2 separate regions of the Mus musculus genome follow, and region 2 is linked to region 1. A link is a contact called in public Hi-C data. All regions are on one chromosome and are shown on one strand. Each heading gives the region's core, a stretch centred on a gene start, on an enhancer-like site or on the middle of the called end of the contact. The rest is flanking DNA. Distances are from core to core; before and after follow the strand shown. Region 1 overlaps Cfap61 (cilia and flagella associated protein 61). Region 2 overlaps Cfap61 (cilia and flagella associated protein 61).

Evidence for each region. Hi-C and Micro-C count contacts between places; a contact is called where the count stands out from the background.
Region 2: a contact with region 1 is called in a Hi-C map of the N1E-115 cell line, with 6 times the contacts expected there. The contact joins two enhancer-like sites. A contact is called at or near these places in 1 of 15 datasets of contacts at CTCF or cohesin (pro-B cells), 29 of 484 Hi-C or Micro-C datasets (the N1E-115 cell line, cerebellar granule neurons, cerebellum and 12 more), 13 of 115 datasets of contacts at active chromatin or transcription factors (acute myeloid leukemia, embryonic basal ganglia, embryonic forebrain and 6 more) and 3 of 9 other capture datasets (adipose tissue, liver and pancreatic islet).

The regions. Positions count from the first base shown.
Region 1 is chr2:146,046,385-146,052,754 of GRCm38.p6, reverse strand. All of the region lies in intron 17 of Cfap61 (cilia and flagella associated protein 61), which reads right to left. Among named protein-coding and RNA genes, the nearest start is that of Gm34629, 50 kb to the left of the region's middle. Within about 2 kb of position 2,469, at least 9 of the 459 cell types and tissues checked have an H3K27ac peak or open chromatin away from gene starts, as enhancers often do. A contact at or near this core is called in the N1E-115 cell line, where this site is marked.
Region 2 is chr2:146,197,450-146,203,819 of GRCm38.p6, reverse strand. Cfap61 (cilia and flagella associated protein 61) reads right to left here. Exons shown (of 27, transcript NM_001369121.1): 26 at 3,020-3,110. Among named protein-coding and RNA genes, the nearest start is that of Insm1, 21 kb to the left of the region's middle. Within about 2 kb of position 2,954, at least 2 of the 459 cell types and tissues checked have an H3K27ac peak or open chromatin away from gene starts, as enhancers often do. A contact at or near this core is called in the N1E-115 cell line, where this site is marked.

The DNA of each region.
Region 1 (6,370 bases), core at 1,220-3,719:
GCTAGATCTAATCTAAAAATGAGAGATTGCAAAATGGAGCAGTCTCTGGGAAGACCCAGCAATTCCACTTCCAAGCTATACAGTGAAATGAACAGATAGACACACACACACACAAAGTACGTGAATTTTCATAGCATAGTTATTCACCAAAAGTGGACACAATTCAAATTTTCAACAGCTGAATAAAAACAGAATATGACATTATCCATACAATATAATATTTAGCAGTAAAGAGGAATAAAGTATAGACACGTGCTACCGCATGGGTGCCCTCATGAGTGAAAGAAGCTGTTCACCAAGTATCATGTGTTGTATGAAATATCCCAAACGGGCAAGTTCAAGGGACTGAAAGTAGGTGGTTGATAGAGATTCCAAGTAGGAGCAAGGATAAGAGAGAAAATACTAAAAATGTAGGCAGTGGTGATGGTTTTGTAATTCCATGAATGTACTAAACTGTGGCTTGTAAGGTATTTCAGTGACTGATCTCAGTTATCACCTGGGAGATGGGCCTCTGGACATGCCTGTGGGGACTTTTTTGGATAAGGTTAACTGAGGTGGGAAGACCTCCCCATTCTGAGTGGTACCATTTCCTTGGCTGAGATTCTGGACTAAATAAAAAAGGAAAAGTGAGATGAACACAGGTGCTCATTACAATTGCTTCTTGGTTGAATATGCAATGTAGCCAGCTGCCTGCAGCTCCCATGGCTATGACTTCCCCTTCATGACAGACGTGCAATGGAAAAGTAACCAAGACATACATGTGTGTGTGTGTGTGTGTGTGTGTGTGTGTGTGTGTGTGTGTGTGTCTGTGTGTGTCTGTGTCTCTGTGTCTCTGTGTGTGTGTAGATCTACATTCTATTTCTTGAACTTACCTTTTATTTATATCACACTAAAGTTTTGTCGAAGGGTGACTGAACCACTTATTCTGTGAAATGATGAGATTTGATGCTAGTTGGTAACGCTCCTGAGATACTAAAAATCGGTTTCACAACTTATTCTCATCCTTTTGCCATCCTCTCATGGCCTAACTCCTAAATACCACCCAGCATTTGTCAGTTGTGCCGCTAGCTCCTCAAGTAAACCATCAGGCACTCCTGTGATAGGCTAAGAACACTGCTGAGCACCATTCAATATAGAGCTGAATCTTGAGAAGTTTGTAATATAACCACCATATGGGATCATATTTTTCTTCTTTCCATAGCAGCTGCCACCACAATTCTGAAAGGCTTGTAACAGCATGCTGATACAACACAGAGGGAATTATAGACACCCTCCATCTATTGATGTCTCAAAACAGGCCTAGCACACCAGTCTGGCCCAGATGTCTGCTTCTCCGCAGCCTCCTCAGCCAGAGTTAGGCTGGTGCGGGATTGACACTAAGAGCAGAAACCGGCTAGAGTTGGGGGTGGGGGGTCCTGGCAAGTCTGTGGATCACATTTTTGATTAAGTGGCTGGTGTTAAAGATGTGAGGGATTAAAAAAGTTTAGTGTCAAGCTGTCTACTTTCTGTTTGCTAGTTTCCTAGAATGGCCGTGGCGTCAGATTTACACGTTAGTTAATAAACTCTGCAAGTCATGGCTAAGAGTGAGTTTAGGCAATTAGCTGCCTGGTGGGAAGATCTGTCAATAAACCAGCCTTTGAACAAGTCACCCCCACCCGACACACACACACACCCCTCTATGAGGAAGATGGTCACAACAGTAAGTGCTGGTGTGACAGGTACATAAGATGGGTTCACAGGAAACCACCAACCAGATCTCAGCAAACAGTAACCACAGGAGGGATGCCCAGCATCACTGTCTGAGGGAAAAGACTTGTGAGAGTCATGAGGACAAACCTCGGATCTAAAAGCCATTCTGATACCTGCATACACACAGCACGTTATATTTAACTAAGGAGTGTCAGAGCATTGGGGAAAATGACACAGAAGGTATATTATTTGAGAAAAAAAGAGCCCATGAAGGAATTTACACAAATTTCTCTACAATTCATAGAGGAAAGGGTTCCCCGCCATTCTAAGGAAACGTATTTCCCAGGAGTAGCATGAATGTGTAGGAAGAGGCTGAGAACAGGGCTGGAAAAGCCAACTAGACCCCTGTAGTGACTGAAAGTAGGTTTGTTTCATGTCCAGGAAACTTCACTGTGGTGATATTAATAAGGATCAATGCATAGATGGTGCTGAAAACCACAGGTTTACAATTTTAGAATCATCTCCTCAGGAGATAATAAAAAACTGTGGATTTTGGTTGGCTGGTTGGTTGGTTGGTTTCTTTGTTTGATTGTTTAAAAAAAATACTACATACTTCAACCACTACTATGACTAAGGGAAGTCTGACTACTGTCAGTGAAAGTCACCACGTTTAAGGAAGGGACTGGGAAACAATTACTCTGGGGAAAACCTAGCAGGTGCTGGGAGAATAATGCAATTTCCCAAGGCAGCAGATGCCCAAGTGCAACAGGATCCAGTAACCGTCCATCAGATGGTAATTATAGCTGGACTGGGGAAGAGCAGCCCAGATAAAAAGGGGCAATTCAAAGGGTAACTGAATGCCAGCCAGTGACATCTTTCTGAGATCACGTACCAGGAAAGGGTGGGCCAACACTTAGCTCTGGGGGTGGGGGGTTAGATACACTGCTGTTTTTTCTTGTACAAGGACAAAAGGAGATGTGGAGAAAACAAACACAGAGAAATGGAGGCCCCTAAAGAAGTTAGTTCAGATTTCAGCAGACTGTCATTACAACCAGAAGGGAAAAAAATAATAATAATAACATCGGCGCTGAACGCTCTGAAAGCATGGTTTCTCAGATGGGGATGAGAGCATACCTTCATTCTGTGACCACTCTAAATCAGGACAAAGACTATAATTAGAATAGACCATGAGAGCTCTTGTGAATGATAAACACAGTGGATTCCAAGGCGAATTTCTGGAGTTTAGCATTATAAATAATTGTTAACCGTCACAAGAGGAAGCTCAGGAAGCGCAGACACTCCAGGAACTCTACAGACAGGTCTCTACAAACTCTACAGGTCCAATCCTAGCTAGCGAGTCGCAGCTCCTACTATTCTTCCCCCTCCCTCATCCACCGCCATTAACTCTGTAAGTAAGGGGCTGGGCAGATGGCTTTACAGAGGACCTGGGTTCATTCCCCCAGTACCCCCACATGTAGGCTCCCAACTGTTTCTAAGTCCAGCTCCAGGGGATCCAGCACTCTCTTCTGGCCTTTGAAGGTACTGCAAGCATATGGTACACAGACATACATGAAGGCAAAATACCCAAATGCATGAAAGTTAAACAAAAAATTGATATATTGCCAGGTGGTGGTGGTACACGCCTTTAATCCCAGCACTTGGGAGGCAGAGGCAGGCAGATTTCTGAGTTCGAGACCAGCCTAGTTTATAAAGTGAGTTCCAGGACAGCCAGGGCTAAACAGAGAAACCCTGTCTCAAAAAAACAAAAAACAAACCAAAAAATTGATATATTGTTAAATATACTGGCAGCTTTCCCAAGAGCAGTGACAGTAACAAAGTCAACTCAAAATCCCTCTAGGGTACAGACAGGAAAGAAAAAAATGCCTTCTCCACAGACCTCCAAAGTAGGAGAAAGGCAACTTGCCCAATCTTTAATTGGTTTGTCTGCACAACGAACTCAGGCAGATAGAGAGTATTTCTCAGGATTACAGTGCTATGGTAAGCTATGGCGACCCATCTAAATGAAAGTTTGTGACAATAGCTCAGAACGTAAATGCACACGCCAAGATGGCTCATTCAAACTGGATGAGAATCTTCCAAGTCTACTGTGTGGATTATGGCCTTGACCAGGAAAGGCCTCTCTCTTACCCATGAGTTCCTAATGGTCAACTATAGAGTTATTATTGTGACTCTTGGGGGCCAACTTCTAGGTGTGATGAAGATGAAGGCATTGAGGTGCTTTCCTATGGTCTGCTCTGGAGTGAGCTGTCTATTAATAGAAGCCACTGGGAAGGTGCATACCCAAATAAGGCAGAAGCTCTATGGCCTCAGGGTGGGGAAGGGTAGACTCGGAGGGGAGGGAGAGCGCACATTGCCTTCCCACACAGTGATGAATCCGAATCACCGCTGTCTTGTGCCAGGTTCAAATTGGCAACCCACGGAGATGAAAGGCATTCTATCCCATTACTCATGCCTGGGGTGATCTGTCCCCTTGAAGATTGGCTTCCTAGGTGAAAGCGAGGGACCGACAGCTACTCAGAGATGCTCTAAGCAGGATAAAAGGCATGAAAAGCAAGTGGCTGGAGAGAAAAGACAGCAGTAATGCGTGGAAGCTGATGCACGTGGCCAAGGGATGTGAGGCTTGCAGCGACACGGGAACTGTGTGAGAAATGGCGCTTATCAGCCCTGCGTGCTTCAGCCACGGGAGTTCTGTCCGCTCTTCTTGAACACAGGGGTGCTAGGAATACATTGAAATTCCTCCCGGAACAATCCTATTAAGCTCAACGTATCTCAGACAATTGTTTAAAGTGTTAAACACATCTAAAATGTTTTTTAAAAGAGAGAAAAAAAGCCTTCCACATAAATCAGCGCCTTATTTTGAGTATCTAGGTCCACTCCGTGAGGGGTCAGTTACAATGTTACTGATCCTTTCCGTTTTCAACATTATTACTCCAGTGTAGTGCGGCTGCTGCGTGGTTTGTTTGTGACAGTGCTGGGCATCAAACAGAAACCTTTCCCACAAGCGTTCTTCCACCAGGCTATGTCCCTAGTCCAGACATTATCCATTGGTCTTGAAACCTGCACACCTCTTTGTTTTATGCAAAGCCGATGGTCTAACTGCAGGCACTGTATAGGCTAAATGCCACCGACCTACTTTCCCAATCCCTTGCTAAATCTTAATCTTACTTAAGCCACATGTCAAGATTTGATGTGGTCAGCAATGGTAGAAGCGTTCTTAACCAGTTGCAATTTCCCAGCACCATAAACACCCCAGCATTAGGTAGCAAGCAAACACCCACACCATTGTTTTTCTCAACAGCCCAATGAGGGCTTTCCTTCCTATCCCCCAGGTTTAAACTCTCTGTCTCCATTGTGCCTGTACATGGGCCAGGAATCTAAACAAAGAAGGAGTCACGCATCCTGACATGGGCAGGAAAGGGTTATTACACGTAAGCAGTGATTTCAAATCACACCAACCTGGGAAGTAATGCAAGGATCACTTTTTAATGAAACAAAATGTTTTCTCTGGCTTTCTTTCCACCTGGAGCTCCAGTTCATCTGAGGGTGGCCCAGTACCAGAAGTGACGGGCAGAGGACGGACTGGGGGTGTCTTGCATGCTTGAAACATGTTCCTGCTACTAGCAACAGCTCTGAATGCCTCCCCTGTAGCTCCAACCCTCCCACTCATTCCGTGACAGTGCTGACTGAAGTCACAGGAGCCCCACTATGCAAAAGACCTTCCTTTTACGGAGCCCTGTCTATGTGAAGGCATTTCAGGAGAAGGGTCAGGATCTCTTACCTTTCTTGGATCTGATTCACAAGCCGCAAAGCATCCTGTGGTGAGACCACGCCCTCTGCCTCCTGAGGCTCCTCCCCTCTGACCCGTAGGACCCAAATTGTCCAAGAATACATCATTGCTTCCAGGTGCTGAGTAGATGGGGATTTTGGTGGTCCTCCAGGGGAGGTTTGGAGTAAGAAGCCAAGTGTAAACTAAATTGATCTATGAAGACCTAAGCACATGGAAGCTTCTGTAGCAACTGGAAAGACTGATTCTATGTCCGCAAAAATCTAACAGTAGCATAACTGAACTTGGATTTTGTCTGTCTATGCTTTTTAAATCTCATTTTTTCCCCCAGGAATTAATGTTGTTAAAACTAGGAAAGAGGGGGCTGGTGAGATGGCTCAGTGGGTAAGAGCACCTGACTGTTCTTCCGAAGGTCCAGAGTTCAAATCCCAGCAACCACATGGTGGCTCACAGCCATCTGTAACAAGATCTGACGCCCTCTTCTGGTGTGTCTGAAGACAGCTACAGTGTACTTACATATAATAAATAAATAAATAATTTTAAAAAACTAGGAAAGATTGAACATTTAAAAAAAAGCTATAAGGGAAAGGTCTCTCACTCATGGGGAGCTGGGGAGGTGGGTAGGAAACTATCTTCTATAATAATTGAATCTGCTTGTCACTTTTGATAATAAAAAAGTTAAAACAAACAACTTGCTGTTCATTTTCAATGAGCAACAATTTGTAATTGTTAGGGGATAAGGATAAATTTTGTAATTTTACCAATATAAGGATCAGGCCAGACTTGAAGAGGAGGCCTCTTGGCTGGGTCTGCTCCATCCCTGCCCCTGTAAGGCTGAGCTGGGAGCAAGGTGTCTGCACCCTCCCTCTGTGCGGA
Region 2 (6,370 bases), core at 1,705-4,204, 150 kb before region 1:
AGACGGTCCCCTCTGAGTTCTTCCGCTCGTCTCTCATGGAGGCAGGCTGCATTCTCTGGCTAGAGACACCACAGAAATGCTAAGATGCCTTTAGAATGCATCAGCTCAGGCTGAGTATCCACTCCTGCCTGAGTCGGCATAGGAAACAGGCTGGCAGCCAATGTCAGGCTCTAGATGGACATTTCAGGGAGCCGTGAGGAGTTCTGTCAAACGTGTTGCATGCCACCGAGTTTAACTGCTTCTTTTTCCTTTTCCTTTCTTTTTTCTCAATAATTGATCCAATATTGATGCATCACCACGAATGCCTTAGTGCATTTCTTCAGCATCTTATGGTTCTCAATCTCCCTGACACTGAGACCGTTTAATACAGCCCTTCATGTTGTGGCGGCCCTAACCATAAAATTATGTCATTGCTACCTCATAACTGTAGTTTTGCTACTGTTATGAATCGTAATGTAAATACCTGATATGCAAGAGATCTGATCTGTGACCCCAAAGGGGTCGTGATCCACAGGCTGAGACCCACTGTTAAGCAATGGTGTGATGACATGGTATCATATGGAATAGTTCCACTGCCCTAAGGTACGCTCTGTGCCTCACCATTCACCCAGCCTTCACTCACTCCTCAAATCCCTGGAAAATTAATGCTTTAGGAAATTGCATTTTATTAAAGAAAATACAGTCTATGGTAACAATTATGCTAAAGTACTTTTTAAAAAAAGCGCCCTGCTTTCCAGTGTTTACCTCAGAAACAGGCCGGTAACAAGAAAGCACTTTGTCTATCCTAAGTGCCGTGCAAAGTGTTAACCAAGGAGCTCAAGCATGCGCCGAGAAAGCATTGTGGGCTCACCCGGGGTCAGATGAGTCTTTGCTTCAGCGATGGCACTCAGCAGATCAGCGTGAGAGGAGGGAAATGTCCTAGAGATAGTGAGCAGTAGGTCTGTAATGGTGGCTCAGCTCTCAGCCTGAGCTGACCTCCTCCAGGCTCTGGGACCCATACCCATTGCTAGTATATAGTTGCCCCCCCCCCAACCCCCATACCACAGGTTTCACCAACAGATCTAATGAACTAGGGATCAAACATACTTGGGTAAAAAATTACATCTGTATTGTCAATGCTTATGTGATTCTCACCCCCCTCCCCGTTATCCCTAAATGATGTGGTTCAAGCTCTATGGTACTTTAGTAGGTGATTTAAGTAATCTAGAGGTGGTCTAATGTGTGCTGACGGATGTGTAGGCCCTATGCAAATACTGCTCCATTCTATATGAGGGACTTGAGCTTCTATGTGCTTTAGTGTCCTTAGGGCTACTTACATTGGGTCCAGGGAGTGTCTATACCTCCAGTTTGAATGACTTAAGCATTGTCTGACTCTCCCATTTACTCATGTTGTTTCTCTTTCAAGGCCATTGTGGGACTGACCGGAATAGCCATGCTTATGGGAATTTTAACTCCTTAATGTAAATATTCCCTACTAACATTGACTCCTGGGCTTCTACCTATGAAGGCCCTAAAGCATGCCATTTTGATTTAAACTTTATAGTTATGCTTCCAATCTGAGTCTGTTTCATATTAGTGCATTGCCTACATTTGGGAGCAAGCTCCTGGGGAATTGTATTGGAAATCAAGAGTAAAGACATGGGAGGCAGAGATTTGACTCTGCCCTACTCTGGGCCTCCATTCCCGGCTGGCGAATGAGCATTGAGTCTCACGCTTGTTAGCCAGACTCCTGCATAACTAACCTATGGTGGGTTATTTCACTTCAGTTTCTCCACTGGTGGAAAGGTCTAGGAAGCACAGGGTTCGGTGAGGCGATGTGAGCTGGGGCTAGAACATGGTATGGGTTACAAAAAACGACTTCCAGGCTGGAGAGATGGCTCAGCGGTTAAGAGCACCGACTGCTCTTCTAAAGGTCCCGAGTTCAAATCCCAGCAATCACATGGTGGCTCACAACCATTTGTAATCATATCTGACGCCCTCTTCTGGTGTGTCTGAAGACAGCTACAGTGTACTTACACATAATAAATAAATAAATCTTTAAAACAAAAAACCAAAAAACGATTTCCTCTAAGCTGCCCAATATGGTGGCTCTGCCATAGAACCTGCACGGCTGTGGATGCTTCTAAATGGAAGAGACAAGAAGGGACGTAGGAACTGTTCATTCAGACATCAGAATGTGACAGAAACCAATGAAGGCCCGGATATTCAGAAAGGTTCTGTCTGTCTGAGTCAGGTGGAGCCTGGGATGGATCTCTCACCACCCTGAACATAAACACTAACTTTCCTCGGCAATGCTAAGGGCTTCAGTATCAAAAGAATTGCTGTGAAGTTTCATAAATACATCCTGATTTCCACAGAGGTATTTTCTGAGCATGGCACCTCTCAGAAAAGAGGCCTACCTTCTGGATAATTTTCTATCATCTTGATATAGACGTTTTAGTTATAAAATTAGTGTATTCTGACACTTGGGTGGGTTCTCTACATTTTTTACTTTATTTGTATGTGTATGGGTGGACAGAGTCTTGTGTAACTCAGGCAAGTGTGGAACTTGCTATGGAACAGAGAATCACCATGAACTCCTGAGCCTCCTGCTTCTACTGCTGGAATGATAGATATAAGCACACAGACACACAGAAACACACACACACACACACACACACACACACACACACACACACACTCAGCAATAACCGACAGAAAACTAAAGAGATGAGATTTCCACTCCTCCCAGCAGGTAAAAACAACTCATATCTAGTCTTCAGCCATCATGAAGAGGAAGACACAGCTACTTGTAAAAAAAGGACGCAAGAGCAGTGTCCAGCAAAGGGTTTAAGGCAAGCCACTCCTGAAACATTGCTGTCTCCATTTATAGACTCCAGAGTTTATCTAAGGCAGTGCAGAGGGACTAAGAAACCACTACGAGATGGGAATGTAGGGGGAAAAGTCCAAATGATCAACGGCTGTCAACTGCTTACAATTTGCAAGGAATAACACCCACATGTCCACTAATCACGCTTACCTGCTTGGAGATTAAGATTTGGCGCAACTCTTTCTTGAGATCAATAAAACGATCGTGGAAGAGGGCCATGCACCACGGCTCTGTGAAGTAGCTGGTGAGAGAAGAAGAGATTCAGTTAGCCGGCAACCCTCTCATTACCACTAATAAAGTATTTACCTGCTTTTTTTGCCTTGATAAATTACAGTTCTGGCCCCATTGCAATCGTTTGCTCATAAAGAGCCTCACAGAGCAGCCTGGCCAATCAATGTTTTAAATGGATGTTCCTGATGGAAGGCCAGGTTCCATAATTACATTTAAAGTGGTTTAATTCAGAGCCGGGGCAGGACCCAGTGAAGAATCCTGATTTTTATCAGAATTTAAAAGCCTGAAGACTTGTAAAGAACGGCGTCTCCATTATCTGCCCTCATTTGAGAAAAACAGATTGCAGGATTGACTGGACTGCTGCACGAACAGATTAAATTTGGGTAGAAAATAACACAAATGTTGTTCATCATTAAGGTTTCTGGATTAATAATGAGCAGAAAGCAGGCCACCTCGGTGTTGCAGCCTGGCCTCTGAACGGCTGGCTGATGCTTAACTGAGCCACTCGCAGGGAAGCTGTGCTCTTGAGTTGAGATTCACTATGAGATTTACTGCCTGGCCCCCAGAGGCCGAACAGAGCACATTTTACATGGAGGATATGGCCCCCCATCCCCTTAATTCACAATGATCCAAGACAAAAGTTCTTGGAAACTGAATACATTCTTGCCATAACCAAGCACCGTTACTGACGTGCTAGCCTTTCCTTTATTGTAATGTGAAACATCATGGCGTAGGTAACCCACCTTCCTCGGGCTCTGAGTCAGCCTGAGGCCACTGTGTCACTCTTCTCTGTCAGTGAGTTTTCCACCTCTGCCACTGTCTGTGGGTGCCATGGGTATGCACACAACAGGAAAAAAAATGGTTTCCAGCCAGAGGAGCGACAGAGGTAGAGTTCCCCAGGGCTATCATAGGCACCAGAAGATGAAGGTAACCAGGGTCTGTGTTTCAGTCCACACGGCACCCATTTGTGACATGATTCCCTGGGTTGCCACCTGTAGTTTATCCATCGTTAGTATGCTAATACTATCTATCCTTTGTCCCCAATGTCCCTACCATGCTTCCAGGTACTAGAAAAACTGTAGGGACCCAAAAGACAGACATCCCTGCCAATGTGGAGCTTATATTCTTGAGATGACTAAGGAAGGGACAAAATAGAAGACTTTCTTGAAAAAAAAATAAATGAAGCAATGGCAGAGTAGAAACAGTTGGAGAAGAGGGTGATGAAAGGTTCAGTTCTGAGGCGGTGGCTTAGTGAGCAGAGACCCAAGGGAAGGGCGAGGGAACCTCACAGAAACCTGAGGGAAAAGCACTCCCGGGTAGGAAGACAAAGTGTGAACTCCTGGAGGGGGGCAGGAATGGCCCAGGCTCACCTGGGAAGGTGGGACAGAGAGCCACAAAACTGGGGTGACAGTTTAGAGGGGATGGATGGATGGGTTACCCCTAGCAGAGGTATCTGGTTGCATCTGCCATAGCATTATTCCATGGGTGCATACCTTGGCAACTGCACACAGCATGCATCAATCAAGTGAGTGTCCAAGGACTCTGTGCACATTGCATTGTGACTGTTTCTGACTGCTGGCTTTATATAGTCTTTCACAAACCTACAATGTGATTCTGTTAAAGGAGGCTAAACTCTGTAAAATGCCCCCAAGATAGGTAGTATTGAGAAAGGGGGAATGAGTTGGGTGTGTTGGGGGCAAACCTGTAATCCCAGCATCTAGGAGCTCGAGAGAGATCAGGAATTGTTCAGGGTCAAACTGGGCCATAACATGAGTTCATGGCCAGCTTGCGCTACATAGTGAAAACCTATCTCAAAAAGCTGGGACTCAACAGCCGTTTATTCTTCATAGTTTGGGCACCAACAGACACTCACTACAAACACAAGCATTTCTGATCGCAGCATGATTACTCTTTGGGTATAAACACATTTGGAAGGCAGTTTGACACGGTCTCCACCCATCAAAACAAGTAGTAGGTTTCCACCCCTAAGGCCTATGACTTCCTTAGCCACGACATACTTTTGATATTAATATAATTACATCATTTCCCCCTTCCCCTTCTACCTCCAAACATTTCCATATACCCTTCCTTGTTCTCTTTCAAATTTATGGCTTCATTTTCATTAGTTGTTGTTACATGCCTACCTGTATATACATATATGGATATATATGTATAAACATATTCCTAAATACCACTTGCTTAGATCGTATAATGTTATTTATATGTGTGTTTTCAGGGCTGACTTTTGGTATTGGATAGCTAGTTGGTGTGCTTTTTCCTGGGGAGAGTTACGTTTCCCATTCTTAGCATTCCTGGGTTGCCGTAGTTCTTTGAGTAGGGCAGAGGCTCACGGACTTTCCTCTCCATCAGTGAACGTCTCATCAGGTTTTTCTGTATCCCCTCCCACACCAAGGGAGATGGAGTGGAAAGAGCCTAAGAGGTGGAGGCTAGGGAGGAGTGACATGAAGCACTCTCTCGTGGACGTGTGGTGACCTGTACAAGAACTGCAAAAGATGGGGCTGTCAACATTCCATGATGGTGAAGGGGCTCATGAAGCCCCACCTCCTTCCTGAGGAACAGTTGACAGTTAATGGTTTCGAAAGGGATAAGCGTCATTTCCTTCCGTGGTATAGCCACTTCAGCGGTATGGTAACTTGCTCAGGCTCCAGTAAATAACCTCCTACCAACACTCATACAAACAACCTTGATGGTACTCAGCAGCTTATACACACACACCAACACACAATACACAGGCACACACAGGGACATATAGACACACATACACAGATACACACAGAGACACAGAAACATACACAGACACACACAGAGAAATACAGAAACACACATATACACAGATATATACACAGAGACACAGATATATCACATAGACATATATAGACATACAAACAGATACATGCAGACACACACACTGTATTTTGCTCGGACACACATATACAGACACACATACACAGACACACACAGAGAGACATACAGACACAAACACACACAGACACACATATACAGACACTCATACACACAAACACACACAGAGACACACAGACACAAACACAGATACACATATGCAGACACACAGACATACACAAAGAGACATACGAGACATGTAGAGAGAGACACACACACAGGCACACAGAGAAACACACACAGACACACCCCTCAAAACAACAACAGACATGAAAGTAGGAGGGAATCTATTACAAGAAGGGGTTCAGCAAGAGTGTGTGTGTGTGTGTGAATATAAAAGACAGTAAT